2 separate regions of the Mus musculus genome follow, and region 2 is linked to region 1. Evidence: chromatin contacts called from public promoter capture Hi-C data. All regions are on one chromosome and are shown on one strand. The core of a region is the stretch at or near the end of the contact, and the rest is flanking DNA. Distances in the headings are between cores, read along the strand shown.

Evidence for each region. Capture Hi-C pulls out chosen DNA fragments and counts their contacts.
Region 2: a promoter capture Hi-C map of liver shows a contact between it and region 1. The contact joins two enhancer-like sites. A contact is called at or near these places in 9 of 39 promoter capture datasets (3T3-L1-derived adipocytes, the HPC-7 cell line, HPC-7-derived erythroid cells and 6 more), 11 of 484 Hi-C or Micro-C datasets (the G1E-ER4 cell line, bone marrow-derived macrophages, embryonic stem cells and 5 more), 2 of 115 datasets of contacts at active chromatin or transcription factors (both in embryonic stem cells) and 2 of 9 other capture datasets (adipose tissue and liver).

What each region holds. Positions count from the first base shown.
Region 1 is chr13:12,229,706-12,234,862 of GRCm38.p6, reverse strand. It overlaps Mtr (5-methyltetrahydrofolate-homocysteine methyltransferase), which reads left to right. Exons shown (of 33, transcript NM_001081128.3): 13 at 1,849-1,961; 14 at 3,778-3,918. Among named protein-coding and RNA genes, the nearest start is that of Mtr, 26 kb to the left of the region's middle. Within about 2 kb of position 2,527, at least 13 of the 459 cell types and tissues checked have an H3K27ac peak or open chromatin away from gene starts, as enhancers often do. A contact at or near this core is called in liver, where this site is marked.
Region 2 is chr13:12,431,846-12,437,295 of GRCm38.p6, reverse strand. Heatr1 (HEAT repeat containing 1) reads right to left here. Exons shown (of 45, transcript NM_144835.4): 36 at 5,324-5,450; 37 at 4,517-4,667; 38 at 3,526-3,684; 39 at 3,245-3,379; 40 at 3,005-3,109; 41 at 2,754-2,922; 42 at 2,095-2,249; 43 at 1,468-1,626. Among named protein-coding and RNA genes, the nearest start is that of Lgals8, 27 kb to the left of the region's middle. Within about 2 kb of position 3,170, at least 3 of the 459 cell types and tissues checked have an H3K27ac peak or open chromatin away from gene starts, as enhancers often do. A contact at or near this core is called in liver, where this site is marked.

The sequences.
Region 1 (5,157 bases), core at 1,278-3,777:
ACTTTTATCAACTTTAGTAGAAGTGGTAAACAAGAGAAGTACTGCTTCTGTATTTGACATGTCATCCCGCTGCATCAGAAGCACTTTGTAGAATGCCCTCAAATCATACAAGCACCCTCAGCATTTAGTGGTGGTCATCCCTATTTGCCTGGTAGACAAACCTGCAGATTCTATGAAAGGTCAGGGCACAAGGCTCATTAGCACTGAGAAAAGGCAGCAGCTGAAACTGTAGAAAGTAATTGCTTCCTGCGTCTGTGAACAAATGGCCTGGAATATCTGTACAATTACCTACTCCATATTCATAATCTTCCTCTTGCTCATACTGTTTTTTTTTTTCTTAATGTTTTGGCAAAGGACTCAAGGGTGGTCATCTTTTCTTAGCTCTGATAGATGATGCTAATTTTGTGCTTCATTTTTATGTAATTAAGGAAGAGCCACTGACTGATTTGTAAGCTGAAAGGTTGTGTGAGCAGTTGTCTCAGGTTTGTAGAACCATATTAGTGATCCTACACATAAGGCCATGTGTCCCCAGCGCCTGCCTGTGCTATTCGGGGAAAGTAAAGGCTGTGTGAGAACCTTTTCTGTGACACTTCGTAGTCTCTATGTTGCTTTTGTTACCTGTGTGTAATGCATCTACAGGTATAGCTGGCACTTGCATCTGCATTAGCTTGTGCCAGGGCAGATGCCATTACTCCTTAGCAAATAAAGTAATTATATGCCAGAAGCCCAATGGCTGCCTTGGTTCCTCACAGTGACTGTCACAGCGACTCCTGGATCTCCATGCTGGTCCTCCCTCATCCAGTTTCAGTGCTAGTTTCAGGTTCATGGTCTCTCAGTGAAAGAGATGAAGTGAACTTTCACATACACTGTTGATGGGGTGAAGAGATTTGATCTGTTCATCTCTAAGCTGATTTCTGACAGCATCAATGGAGCAAAAAAGGAAAAAGAGAATATATAATGGCTTCAAATTTCTATAAGCTACATTGCTGGGACTACGGTCTGATTCAACAATTCTTTCTGTTTGTTTTTGTTTTTACAATAGTCTTTATTTGAGAATTTTATACAACATATTTGAACATGTTGACACATATCTCAACTCTTCCAATAATTACCCTTTCTACTCTGCTGTCCCTTCCTACCCAGTTTTAGTTTTCTTCCCCCTCCCAAGCTCTGTTGGTGTCACCCAGCTAGTTGTGAAAAGAAGAGTAACACATTGAATTTCCCTCTCCTTCTGTGCCTCTCTGTGGCCCTGCATCCCAGCAGCTTCCCATGCCAATAGCTTCTCAGTTCATCAGCTCACGGTGGGATCATGGGGGGGGGGCTCCCCCCAGTCAGCCAGTGATGAGACATGACAGCCCTCTCCCTCCCGAGGCCTAGGGATTTTCAGGGGAGAGTGAGACAGACACCCCACAGCTTTCAGAGGCTGTGGTAGCATCAAGCAGGGTTTGCAGACCCAGCAGAGTAGCTGCACATGTGAACTCACACACATGGCAGCGGGAGGAGCTCAGCCCTCTTCTGATGGGAAGTTGCTTCCTGGCTCTTGCCCTGCCCTTAGTTAAGGGCTGTGATGACTTTCCTTCATTTTCAGAGGTTGTCCGGTTCAGCCCACTAGTGGTTCTTGTAGCACAGAGCTCTGAAGTGTTCCCTCCCTTGGAGATCTGGTTGTAAGCACAGCAGCAACAAAGAGCCCTTTGGGTGTTCAGAAAAGGAAAGATTGTGACCCTGTTTCCCTATTAGATCTCCTGTCCCATCTGCTCAGATGGACATTTTTTTTTTTTCTGAAAATGTTTTGTTTCATGCCATCCATGTGCATTTTCAAGAGTTTTTCAAAATGTTTCTCCTTTTAAGGTCTAGAGCCCTTCAGGATTGGACCATACACCAACTTTGTTAACATTGGAGAGCGCTGTAATGTGGCAGGATCCAGGAAATTTGCTAAACTCATCATGGCAGGAAACTATGAAGTGAGCATCCTCGTGAGAACCCTGCTCCCTGGGGGTGTTGCCGTGCCTCTGGGTAACTGCATGTCAGCAGTGTTGAGTTCTGGCCCGTGCTGGTGCTGTTGCAGGGCTAGAGGGATGCTAATGTAGGGATGCTAATGTAGGGATGCTAATGGCATCTGGCAGGAGGTGAGGCTGCTGGAGATCTGAAGCTGCTGCTGTTGGTCCTGCCCCCAAAGCATTACTGGAGCATGGAGGGAGCTGACTCAGAGGGACCCAGCTTCTGGCCTTTCGTTGTTAAGTTTGGATATTTGGGAATATTTTCCATTTTGGCCACTCTGAAACTGTTCTATGGAAAGTGAAAGCCCCTTGGCTTTTTAAAAATTATGTATTATGTATACGAACGTTTTGCTTATGTGAATGTATGTGCACCATGTATGTGCCTGGTGCCCATGGGACCAGAAGAGGGCACTGGATCCCCAGGAGATAGAGTTACAGATGCTTTTGAAGTGCCATGTTGGTCCGGAGGACTGGACCTGGGTCCTCTACAAGAACAAGTATTTTTAAGTGCTGAATCATCTCTGCTCCTGCCAAGGAGACTTTGTACTCATCTGACCACATCAGATGCTTACTGGTGAAGGCATTGCTGATCCTATTAGCTGTAGGTCAGAACAAAACGATCAGGCCCTTGCCTTGAGAACTCTGAATTTTTAGAGTAATACTTAAGATGACTCAAATTTAATCCACACAGTGCATGCCCAAGACATCTGGATAGAGTTTACTTTCTACAAATATGAAATTAAAAACGGAGGAAAATGGTTGAGGTTTTAGGTTGCTTTTGTTTGTTTTGTTTTACTGTGACTTATTATTATTTTTTTAAACTGGGGCATAGTGATAAATGTCGTCAATACCAACACTTGGAAGGCATAGGCAGGTAGATTCTCTGAGTTCAGGCTGGCCTGGTCTACAGAGTGAGACCCTGCCTCAAAATTTTTTTTCTTTTAATTAACTTACTGTGTGTGTGTATTTGTACTTGGACAGTCATATGCAAGCCACTGCGTGCATGTGGCGGTCAAAGGACAACTTGCAAGAGTTGATTTTGTTCTTCCACACTTATACTTTGGGGGTCAAACTCAGGTTGTCAGGTTTGGCATCAAACACCTTTACCAGAACCCTCTCACTGTCCTTTGAGTTTTAATGATTTTTTTTTTTTAATTTTAGGATCTGGATAGATTTAGTTTTCTAAAAAACAAATATACTTATTGTGAGTTTATGCATGTGTGTGTGCATGCAGAAAAGGGCATTGACTCCTTAGAGCTGGAGCCAGAGGCACTCTGTGAGAAGCCTGGCTTACTCCTGTGTCCTGAGCTACAACCCCAGATCTTCATGGTTGTGATTAGATGCCCTTACTCTTTGGCCCCGCTTTCTAGCCTATGGAATTAGCACTACTCACCTATGCCCAAGACAGGGTCTTATGTACTTCTGGCTGTCTTGGTGGAACTCACCATGTAGACCAGGCTGGTCTTGAACTCACAGTGGTCTGCCTGCCTCTGCCTCCCAAGTGTTAGGATTAGCCTCGATTTTGGGATTGTTAATTACTGTTTCTTGGCATCCTCTAGAGTTTTCTTTTTTAGTGCAGGTGTTGATTGCCTTAGGTAGGACACTGCCTTGGTGGACTCCAAGCAGGGAGCTGATGTGTGGAAAGGGTTACTAGCCAATGTTGAGTGTTGGGCAGCAGGGGACAACCTGTGTGTGTTTCAGTAACAAAGGTCCTCCGGGGATGGGAGGAATTACTCTGCCTAGACAGCTCCTAACCATGCTTCTTCCATTCCTTTTCCAGGAAGCCCTGAGCATTGCCAAAGCACAGGTGGAAATGGGAGCTCAGGTGCTCGATATCAACATGGACGACGGCATGCTGGATGGTCCCAGTGCAATGACCAGATTTTGCAACTCCATTGCTTCTGAGCCTGACATTGCCAAGGTTGTACAACCTTGTCTATCCATCCACTCAGGAACTCTTTTTCTATCCCGTGCAGTTATTTCTCATTCTGAGCTTTCCTAACTAAGCAGTCTGTCCACGTGGAACAGATTTTGGAGAGTGTTAGGGCTTTAGCTTGGCTGTTGTCAGATGGCTGTTGTCAGGTATCTGGGAGAGGTAGGCTTCAAGAGACTGAGTTTTGTCCGTTGTCTGCAGTCTGAGGGCTGACTGTCGTATCTCAGAGGGATGCACTTAGCTGTGGCTGCCACGCCGGTTCAATTCCCACCATGGAAAATGGAGCTCAGGTAGGGCTTCCTTACTGCAAGGAGAGACCTTGTTAGGCAGATCAGACAGTGATGAATAATGCTTCAATCAAGGTTTCATGTCTTTGTTCATAGTTGTTCTTTAAAAGGTGAAAGTTAGGGGTTGGAGAGACAGCTCAGTGATTAACAGCATGTGGTGTTCCTGTGGAGGACCCGAGTTTAGTTCCCTGTACTTCTGCAAACTCATAAGTGCCCATTAACACCAGCTCCAGGGGGATCCAACTTCTTTGCCCACCTCAGGCATCTTCATTTGTGTGTGTAGACCCCCAGACAGACACAGACAATGCACACATAAGTTTGCTTGTTTGTTTTTGAGACAGGGTCTTAACTGTATAGCCCTGGCTGGCCTTCAATTCACAAATATCTGCCTGCCTCTGCCTCTGCTGTAAAAAGTAAATGTTAAAAAAAGGTGAAAGTCTTTTTGTATCTGTTGTTTAGAACACTTTAGAGGGTTCAGACTAAACTTCATTTCATTTTTGGGTCATTAAATGAAGTTCTGTGTGTTCTGCTTGTCAACTCAGTCTATGAGACTTGATCTATAATACCTACTGCTGGCCTGCCATGGTGTGTGTGTGTGTGTGTGTGTGTGTGTGTGTGTGTACACTTGCCTGCATGCACAGTTTTGGTTTACTGTAGTGCATATGGCTGGCTTCAAGCTCATTATGTAGCCAAGGTTGACCTTGAATTCCTGCTGCATCCACCCTGAAGCACTGTTGAAGGTTTGTTTGTTTGCTTGCTTGCTTTTTGTTTTAAAGAAACTCTTTCCAGAGTTTCATATCTTAGGTTGAGGTGTCATTAAAAAAACAAAAACAAAAACAAAAACATAAACAAAAAAGTAGGCCCAGCAAGAACTTAAGAGGAGCTGGAGAGATGGCTCAGTGGTTAAGAGCACTGATTGCTCTTCCAGAGGTCCTGAGTT
Region 2 (5,450 bases), core at 1,921-4,420, 200 kb before region 1:
GTTTGTTGGGTTGCCTAGACTGTGCCAACCTGGTGATGCAGCACCTCTGGCAGTCCCTGAATGACCGAGACTCCCACTAGGCTAGTTTCCTTCCAGCACTGAACAAAAGCTTAGGTGTTTCTCTCCACACACCTTGCCTATCATAAGCAATGCAAGTAGCTATGAGGTATTAATAGCAGGCCACTGAAACAAAATAGCCCCCTTTCTAATTTGGAGTAATTTTCATAATTATATTTAATCAAGATTTTCCTAACAGTAATCAAGATAAAATACTAAAATTTGTTTCTGCAACCATATGATAAATAGCTTTACTGTTTTTAACTCCTAGAAATGTGATCAATTGAATGACTCCGACTTTGGGCTGCTTATCAGTGAGGCTCTTTCTTTTTTTCAAAGATACACACACACACACACACATACACACACACACACACACACACACACACACACACACACACACACACACACACACACCATTGCTCTCCAGACACACCAGAAGAGGGCATCAGATCCCATTACAGATGGTTGTGTGCCACAATGAGGTTGCTGGGAACTTGGGACCTCTGGAAGAGCAGTTGGTGCTCTTAACCGCTGAGCCAATCTCTCCAGTCCCCCAGTGAAGCTCTTATTTGATAGTTTGATAGTGGTGATTTATTAATAAAACGGCTAGAAAATTCCAGGTAAGGAATGTTAACTTCACTCAATGTACCACGGCACTCATTTCTAACCAGTGGTATTTAGTATGCTAATGCTCCTGCCTACTTTACCTAGGGCACTGTGAAATATAGCTATTTATGAGAGCCTACAGAAGAAATCAGGAATTCTTTACTGTATATACGTGTGTGTGGTGGCTGAGTGTGCACTTGTGCACACATGCATCTGAAGGTCAGAGGCCAATTTCAAGTGCTGTTCCTCAGGTGCCACACTTTAATTTTTTCCAGCGAATCTCTCAGTTTTGCATGTAACTCTCAGATACATGCCAGCATGCTGGCTTTCTTTTTTTCTTCCTTAAATGATTTACTTATGTTTTATGTGCATTGGTGTTTTGTCTGAGTGTATATCTGAGTAAAGTGGGCAAAGCCATTGGAAGTGGAGCCATAAAAAGTTGTGAGCCACCATGTGGGTACTGGTAATTGAACTTGGGTCCTCTGGAAGAGAAGCCAACTCCCAAGTGCTGAGCCGTCTCTCTAGCCCCTAGCAGGTGGCTTTCTATGTGAATTCTAGAGGTCAAACTTTGTTCATATGCTTGCACAACAGGCACTTCATCAACTGAATCATCTTCCCAGCCCAAGAGTTCTTTATGAAAGCTAGAACTCCATATTATACAGCAGCTCAGACCTCTAGTAGTGCGGGCCTAGGGCCAGGCTGTCCCTGTCAGTACCCCGGCTGACATCATGACTCCAGGTGGGCATTTAGGCAACACCCACCAGGGGAATGCGGCATCTGAGACTGACTCCCAGTGCTCACCTTAGGGGAAGAGTCTCTTGTCTTCAGCAAAATCTGGTAGTTCAGGGGTTTCCACATGGAGTCATCTGCCATGGCCACAGAGAACTGTGCGATGCAGGGCACCAGGTACTTGGTTACCCGTTCCTGAAACCTTTCTTCTCCTCCAAGCCTGTTTTCCAGCTGGGAAGATACATGGGCTGTCAGCATTAACAGGCTCAAAAAGTAAGTTCTCCCCATACTAATCTTGTCTCTAGGGCCAACTTCTTCCCTCTGGATCTCAAACAGCTGCAAAAGCCCTTAGCACCAACTTCTCCCTCTGGAAGACCTGGGGTGGTGGAACTTTCCTGTGGGAGCAGCCATGCTCAGCGAGGCTCCTTTAACAATAGTTAACAAACCTTTTCAATGGATAAACTGACAATGAGATCTTATTTCTTTCCTTTTGAAATTCCCAAGTAAAACTCAATGAACTCCACAATAAAGACAAGTCAAACCCATGGAAAATCCATTTTTGAGTAACATTTTCCTTAAAGGATCCGTCTCCTGAAAACACTGTATGACTAAGCCTTGTAAGCTATCATGTCACATATACAAACCCTGCAGAGACGGATCCAGGAGGCCTCAGTGACAGAAGGCCTTGCAGTGGGTTACCTGATCCACCAGGGGCATCATCAGGGCTTCTGCTCTCTCCCTACTCATGAAATTCTGGGTGTCAAAAAGGAAGACCTTATACAAGCAGTTCAAGATAAACTGCAGCAACAAGCAGCACTTTTCAGGGTCACGTTCGGAGTCAAAGAAGGCTTCGTCTGTATGCAGGGAAAGAGTACAAATGCAAAACACTCAGTCCTGGTGCTTAGAGACACTGCCATAACTACAGCTAGGAGACTGTGCGAATGACCTAGAAGCTGTAAATGGTACAACACCAAACAATGGTGTCCACAGATGGGGCTCTCCTTTAGAGCTAAGACTGTGGTGCTTAAGTTGAGCAAGTTCAGATAATTATCAGCAAAGGACAGACCGATCCAAACCTGGGGAGGAACCCATGACCTTACCTATATCAGGGACACACTCTACCACTGGGCTGTCTCCAGTCCCAAATTATACAGCTACTACCAATAATGAGTAATAATGCCCACTTTACCCTTTCTCTTATGTCGATTATTTGTTCTAACATAATAGAAAATATGGCAAAGTAAAAGTTCACCATCCTTACACCAAGGATTGTAAGTCTTTTCTGAGCTCTAGGTCTTGTCTACGTGCCTGTGTCAGACACACGGACACGGGTGCCTTGGCCCAAAGGAGCTACCAACCTGTTTTGGAGATGTTTACTTGGTTCAAGGTATCAGCAAAAGGTTTCACCAAGTGGCCAGCAAACAGAGTGAAAAGGCCTTTCAACTTCTCAGCAATGCAGTCAGCCAGATTGTAAAATGTCAACAGCCTGTCCTTCGGCGCATCTTCTGTCTTGGCCCAATCAAACAGCTACAACCAGGAGAGAACAGTGACATCATCTACTCACCCTGCCAGTGACAGTGAGCATGACATGCAGGTAAGAAAGGCTCACCTTGAAGAAGAGAGGCCTGAATGTGACCTCTGAGAGCTTCACCACCATGGCCACTAGACAGTCAATGATCCAACCTTCCGTTTTCCCAACTTCCTCTAGATCGTCCTGAAAAGAAAGGAACTAATTGGCATGGACTCAATGTTTTGGCAAGGACAAATGCTACACTGTTAAAAATTAATCTGGCTCTTGCACAGATAGGAAATGACAGCTTCAGGGCCTGGGGAGTGGGGACCAGCTCACCTCTGAATGCTGTGCCCGGAAGTCCAGGGCTTCCAGGAAAAATGTGGTCAGCTGAGACTGGTGAGATAAGAGCTCTTCCTTCTTCATCACCCCAATGTGCTCTTGTAAGATGCTCATAAATGGGCCCATGTGATTCTACCGTGAATACAGCAGAGAATATGTTTGCCTTGTCTTAGAGCTCAGTGCATCCTCACAGAAGTGAACGATGCTATGCTCCCAGACACGAACACTGAGCATTCAGCACCACCTTCCCGCTCCAGAGATCAACAGTTAACACTCACCTTCCAGTTCTTCTGGATCTGTTTGAAAGTCTTGCTAATGGCTGGCAGTAGGACTCGAGGTGAGAGCTCAGTGGCCAGGGTCTTTTTAAGAGCTGTCAGGCGAATGTTAGCCTGTGAGGCAGAACCCATTTCTCTAGTGATTTTCTCTAGGTGAATCACCTGCAGGAACATGAAAAACAGTGACTGAGGGCACTGGACTGTGCTGGCAAGCACACTCACAGGATGAACAAATAACTCTTCTAAAGCAAACTGATTATCTGCAGATGAAACTGAGTGGATGACTCCCCTGACTGGAAGCCGATGAAGAAGGTGAATGTCGAGCGCAGGAGTACAGAGAACTCTCAGCCCGATCGATGGCTTTCCTACAACTCAGGTTCTTGCTCACTAAAAGCAGCTGAGGAAGACTCCATCAGCTTAGCCCCCTTCCAAGAGACAGCAGCTTTGAGCCCTTGCTGAAGACAATGAATGTCAAGTCACTGGCACCATGGCAGTCAAGACTCAGCTTCACACGGCAAGGAATCACAAACCAGAACACTAGTAACCTGGTCAAGGAGGACTGACTTTCATGGCTATTTTCAGCTAATGCCACTCGCTCACAGTGTGCTGACAGGCAACAGCTCACCTGTAAAGGAAGAAGCCCACTATATGAAACACCTTACAGCTAAAGACGCTTTCCCATCAAAGCCACAGCCATACTAATTTCCTAAATAACAGCGGGCAACTCTTCCTGCCACCCTCAACGATCTAAGGTAAATAAAAGCTGTACATCACACACAGCTGAAAGAAAGACACCCTATTTTGCCTGTTGGTTCCATGATGAAGCAGAGATGACAACGAAAGAGAAAGAGGTACATGTTCAACAGACACACACCTCTGTTTGGAAACAAGAATCACATAATGAATCATAGGAAGAGCGAGCCAGTAAGATGACTGAGGGGTGAAACTGTCCCCCTGGCCACCCTGAGCAGCAAGTCACAATAACCAAACCCACCTGGGTCAGAAGGCCTTCCAGGTAGGGGCTGATGAAGTGTGGCAGAGTCTCAACGACTTTGTGCAGGGCAGCCAGGGCGCTGAGCAGGCAGACCTCACTGTGGACCAACTCACTGGTGCTCTTCATGGCTGTCAGCAGCGAAGGCATCAGGCTGGCAAGAAGGAACAAGTGTGTTAGAGCAGCTTCAAGCCACAAACACTGAAGAAGGGAGCTGGGGACATGAAGAAAAACTCTCAGCCAGCTGTGTTTGCTACACAACACTGTAACCCACAGTATGCAGAATACTGCCTGTACATTTTCTACTACTAGATCCAAAAAAATCCTTGGTGCCAACAGTGCTGACACATGGTAGCCGTGAAAAGGAATGTCTTCAATGGCTGAACATGTGCAGAGCACAACAAGGCCTATAAAGAGAAACACGGTGTGTGTGTGTGTGTGTGTGTGTCTGTGTGTGTAGAGGATATGGCCCTGTATTACAGATGGCAGGGTTTTAAGATTAGTAACTTGTTACAATGCTAGCAGGCTATGGTCAGAGCCAAATGCAGAGTCAGGAGCGCCCAGCTTGCCTCTGCCACAGCAAACGGCTGCTCTGGCCATGCTTCCGCTGCTCCCTAAGCACTGCGACTCTGGAAAGGAAGAACATCGCCAAGCAATGTCTGAAGGTCACAGGAAATGGTGCACTTTCCAGAGCAAAGAAAAGATCAATTCTTTCACTACTCTATTTTCCTTTACTTTCTATTCAAGAAGCCGAAGCCCTGAACGCATTCCTTCCCCATTTCCGTTGTAGTGGCTCCTGTTCCTAGGTACCTGGGCAGCTGGGGGATGGCCAGCGCTTCCAGAGTGGACGTCACCTCTGCTATGCACAGCAGGGCGCTTCCCAGGACATTCTTCTCCTCCTTTTTCTCTGGTTCTATCAGCTTTACTGCAGTGCTGA